Linked DNA regions of Zea mays: region 1 is linked to region 2. Evidence: chromatin contacts called from public Hi-C data. All regions are on one chromosome and are shown on one strand. The core of a region is the stretch at or near the end of the contact, and the rest is flanking DNA. Distances in the headings are between cores, read along the strand shown. Region 1 holds the start of LOC100170249. Region 2 holds the start of LOC541802 (cellulose synthase-1).

Region 1 (2,700 bases), core at 135-2,634, 170 kb after region 2:
CTAAGATAAGCCAATAACAAAAATATTAAATCTGCACCCTTCGTCCCACGATCAACGATTAAAATATTTTATAAAAAAAACATTCGACACTTACTCATCAGCGCGTAGCTGCATATTTGCAAATAAACCCTTCGCACCTCAGTCGTTGATTCTTAGATAAAGGGCTCAGATTTAATATGTGCATGTGCACCAAATGGATCATGTGCATTCGATACGTTACCATAACAAAAAGGTAGACTTTCTTGATAGTTTCAGGTCATGAAAAATTCTATTTATGCTGGCTTAGTAATTACAATCCAGTGATTAGAAGCATCTCAGGTATCATAGAAATTTTATTGTAATAGCAGCATGGCACTTTGTTAGACTTCTTTGTACTTTTGCTTGTAATCTGGCAACCCCAACATGGATTGTGTAACAAACTTATTGCTTTCTTAGAAAACTGAGGGAACTTAAAAAAACCAGAGACTCAGTGTAGATGAGGCTTAAGATCCAAATATTGGGAAAAGCATGCGAGTTCGTTATTCTCTGGGTGACAACTTGAGCATATTGCCATATGTATGTGCCCCAATTATAGAAAACTCAAAACATTTGTACCATTGCTAACGAGGAAATATTGCTACAAATTAACACTGGATGTAACCACCAACTAATTGTTCAGTTTATTTGCAAAAAGGTAGTTATAAATTCTAAAAAATAAATGCATAGCCAAGGGTTGATTTCCACATTATGTTGAACATGTGCCTAACGTAAACACATTGCAAAAATAACAGATGTGGATGAGCTATTTACCTCGATTGCCTTGCTTGGGGCTACCCGGATGACATTAACAACGTTACCACGGAACAACCCAGTCCATCCCTCATGCTTCATGATAGACTGGAACACCTCCGTCGTCGAATTCCCATTACTTCCCACCATCAAATGCGTCCTGATCGTCTCCAAAGGTGCAACAGCAGTTCTTGACACTGCGCCTGCGATTGCTCCACTGATCAGTCTCTTGAGGTGATGATTCCCAACCTTAATCTTGAGCTTCACGACTTTCTTCTTCCCCTTGTCCCTCAACCCCCCCACACCTTCCCCCGGCAGAGGTGTCTCAACAACCTCCGGCGAGACGTACTTCATGTATGGGTCCCGTGGCGTCTCCGGCGACTGGGACGAAGGCCCTGGGAACCCAACCCCAACCTGCTGGCCCACGCTGGCGAAGAGGCCGGCCGGCGGGTGGAAGGACTGGTGGAGGTTCCACGAGAGGTTGAATCCACCATCGCCATCCACAGCGGATGGTGCTGCCGGTGGCAGGGCCAGGAAGCAGCAGGTCCAATCCGTCGCCAGTTTGGCCTCAGCGCATTGCAACCGCGCGCCGTCGCTCTTCCTGCCCATCGGCTCGGACTGTTTTCCTGAATCAACAGGACGGCGCTCTCTGCCCCTCCACACTCCAAGAAGGCTGACAAACAACTAGTGCTGCAAAAGGCGAGGTGACGGCAAAGGATTCAAAAGGTGTGGCGTGGAAACGAAGCGGAAACAGGCATCTTGGGGCACAAAAAGGTGTTTCCGTTCGAATCCACTCTCCACTAGGAGCGCGGAATGGGACTGATTTTAGGTTGAGACCCCACGCCCAACGAACAGGGAGGAATGGCGATACAAATGGTAAAGAATCAATCTGCAACCAGAAAATGGGGAAACGAATTAAAGTCGAGGCCTTATTTTTCTCCGGCGTGATTAGAAATTTGGGTCGCGGATTATTATCCTACAAGGGTACGTTCCATTGCGAAGGGATAGATCGGACAGAATTAAATATCTTTCTAGTTAAGATTAAATAAAAACGTTATTTAATTTTCCTTAACCTCTTCCTTCAATGCAGTCGCAATTCAAACAAGATCTAAATATTGATTTAGTGACAAAAGAATTGAAAGGGATCTAAAAAAATCCCTTGCTATTTAAATCAATAGATCATCTTCAATTTCTTTATCACTAAACCAGCGTTAGGAATTTCCGGCGGCTTTTCTTCCTCGTTTACCTAGACTATGATTCTTCGCGGCTGCCGCATAGCCATCGCGTGAGGAGTCCGGGAACGACAACTCAGGTACAAAGTCAAAATCAGCCGCACTCGTGGTCTTCACATACAGTCAAAATGAGGAGGTGATTGGAACCCACCTCGCCGCACCCCAACGGACGCAGCTAGAAATGGCAATGGGTACCCGCTACCCGAAACCCGATGAGTTTTTGCTCTATTAGGGTTTGGGTCAATTTCTGTATCCATAGGTTTGTTAATGGGTTTAAATGGAAACCCAACGAGTACGTGGGTATGTGTTTGTTCTTCCACTACCCATACCCGCAAACACATGGGTTTTTTAAACCCGCCTTAAAATCAACATTTCTTATAAATATGTCTCATAATATTATTAATTGAATATGTTCTAATTGAAATAAATTTGATGTAACAAATTTTAAGTTAAAATTAGTTATCACTTATTCGTTTTATGCTAGCTTATTAATGTATTGATTGTCATTTACATGATGAATTATTTTTTATGTTGATGTTAGTGGGTATGGGAAACCCGTTGGGTACCCGAAACCCGCATGGTATGGGTTTGGGTAAAATTTTATACCCGTCATGGGTATGTGTTTTTTAGCGAGCGTATTTTTTCTTCACGGGTATGGGTTTGGGCAAGTAATACCCAGCGGGTTTTTACCCATTGCCAT
Region 2 (2,700 bases), core at 198-2,697:
TTATACTAGTTTGTCCAAAATTGCACTTCTAGTCCTTCAAATCAGCTCATATGGACTTGATCTCTTCAATTTGCCTTTTATGCACATATACTCATTCTTATATCAAAGTGGTTAGTCCAATGTAGTGCGTTGAGGACTTAATCACCAAAACAGGTAGAAATGGTCCTATGACATATTTCTCTTTCACCGCACAAAACCAAAAGGGTAAGCTGATAGGAAGAGGTGTGCATATTATTTTCCAACACTTTCTTGGTCTCAGGCGTAGAATTGGAGTGAGCAACAATTATTTTATTTTAATTATGCTAGCTAGCATTCGAACTCGAGATCTGTGACTCAGCTCATATCTTGTTTGGCACTGCTCTAGGTTCTAGCTTCGGCGTGAATCTGTGGTGTATAATATAAATTTAAACAGTTTCAAAATATTTTTGATCTAAATGAGAAACAAAATGATTTATCTAAATGCCTTCTAAAAGTCTGCAACTTCAGTTTTACGATTTTTCGAAGCACCTAATGTCCTGCTTTATCAACTTCACCAAGTTTTTTGAAGCTGAAATGGTCCAAACAAGATCTAAGTTAGGCCCCGTTTGATAGGGCTCTTTCTATGTCAGCTTCAGCCCTGGCTCTAGCAACTCTAAGAAAACAACCCCTCCTTAGTTTTAGGAATAACTCTAGAAAGAGCACCCTGTTTGGTTGGTAATATAGCTCCTCCTGCAGCTTCTCTTAAGATGTAGCGTTGATGAAGAGAAAAACATGGGAGATGAGTCGATAGAAGCTCCTTTTCTAGCTCTTGACTTCTGCTGTTTTTTTAGAGCTCCTCCCTCTTTTATAGCAAAAGCTTATCAAAGAGCCCCTTTGATAGATTTTTTTTAAAAAGTCGTTGAAGGAGTTTTTTAAGGAGCCCGGGACTTAGATGCACCAAACAGTTTAAACCAAAAGTTTAAAGCAAGGAGAAATATGCATGTACTACTAATCACAAGCCCATGATCAGGTCGATGCCAACTCACACGGAACAGACATGGTGCAATTGCATTTTCAGTCCCTTTTGTCACCACTACTAATTAAAAGGAAAAAAACAAATAATCAGCGGCACTGCGGCAGGTAGAAGGCCAATTCGGTCCGCCGACGAGGCACCGACAGATCGACCTGCTGCAGCCGGTCGCCCGGGCCCCGCTCTCAGCGTGCGCGGCGGGGGACAGCCTGGGCACAGCGACGCGACGTCGACGTGCACACTCCCGCCCTTCCGCATCCGACGGCGCTTGGTCTCTCCATCGGTCGCGCCAACGGCCGAGATCGCCCGTACTCCTCCCCGCCGTTACGTGCAGCAGCTCCACAGTGACCGGCGCTAGCCCGGGGGGACTCCCACCAACTCAACTAAACGAAACCGAGTGAGAGCGGGGGCGTATTATGTAGGAGTAATTGAAGGGGAAGGAAGGTGTGAAGCGGAAGCAGCAGCAGAAGCACTGCGCGGCATTGCAGCGATCGAGCGGGAGGAATTTGGGGCATGGTGGTCGCCAACGCCGCTCGGATCTAGAGGCCCGCACGGGCCGATTGGTCTCCGCCCGCCTCGTCGGTGTTGGTGTCGTTGGCGTGTGGAGCCGTCTCGGTGGGAGCAGCGGGGAGGGAGCGGAGATGGCGGCCAACAAGGGGATGGTGGCGGGCTCGCACAACCGCAACGAGTTCGTCATGATCCGCCACGACGGCGATGCGCCGGGCTCGGTACGTCCAGCCAACCCAGTGCCGTCCTCGCTGCCTGCTTCAGATTCAGTTCCTAGCGGCTCATGTCGTGCGCGCGTCTGTCGCTGGATCTGGGCTGAGGTCTTAGTTCATTGAATTAGTTCATCTTATGTAAATTCAAAATTACCTTCCTGACATTTTGATCTTAGCCTCGACTTCAAGACTAATAGACACTTGATCGCAGGTTGATTTTTACAGTCTGTTGCTCACCAGTAAAGTGCATGAGTCACTGATGTGTTCTCTAATGCTGTAATTCTGATTGCATGTGTGCTGACTTTGTCGTTATCTCGCTAATGCAGGCTAAGCCCACAAAGAGTGCGAATGGGCAGGTCTGCCAGATTTGTGGTGACTCTGTGGGTGTTTCAGCCACTGGTGATGTCTTTGTTGCCTGCAATGAGTGTGCCTTCCCTGTCTGCCGCCCATGCTATGAGTATGAGCGCAAGGAGGGGAACCAATGCTGCCCCCAGTGCAAGACTAGATACAAGAGACAGAAAGGTTGGTTTCCTGGCAACTCCTTTGAGTGTGTGTGTAACTTGTATGATGCTAGCATGACGGAGTTCACATCACATGCTTACTTTACGTGAATAAAAGGTTCCAGGCTTGCAGCATAGTGGATATGCCTTATGATAATGACATTCGACAGCCTAGATTAAGCCATCTGCTTCATTTTATTCTCTACAACAGTAATTAACGAATTCTTCTTACTTCGTCTTATGAAATTCAGGTAGCCCTCGAGTTCATGGTGATGAGGATGAGGAAGATGTTGATGACCTAGACAATGAATTCAACTACAAGCAAGGCAATGGGAAAGGCCCAGAGTGGCAACTGCAAGGAGATGATGCTGATCTGTCTTCATCTGCTCGCCATGAGCCACATCATCGGATTCCACGCCTGACAAGCGGTCAACAGGTATAATACATGTCATTCATGTTCATTTGTTGATTTGAGTGATACTGTGGTGCATTG

The links. Hi-C and Micro-C count contacts between places; a contact is called where the count stands out from the background.
Region 1: a contact with region 2 is called in a Hi-C map of endosperm, with 3 times the contacts expected there. The contact joins the promoter of LOC100170249 here to the promoter of LOC541802 in region 2. A contact is called at or near these places in 4 of 25 Hi-C or Micro-C datasets (bundle sheath, ear, endosperm and 1 more).

Annotation. Positions count from the first base shown.
Region 1 is chr8:82,051,015-82,053,714 of Zm-B73-REFERENCE-NAM-5.0, forward strand. LOC100170249 reads right to left here and starts at 1,385. Exons shown (of 3, transcript NM_001130130.1): 1 at 790-1,385. The coding sequence starts at 1,377.
Region 2 is chr8:81,885,182-81,887,881 of Zm-B73-REFERENCE-NAM-5.0, forward strand. LOC541802 (cellulose synthase-1) reads left to right here and starts at 1,448. Exons shown (of 14, transcript NM_001111484.1): 1 at 1,448-1,716; 2 at 2,034-2,229; 3 at 2,459-2,643. The coding sequence starts at 1,630.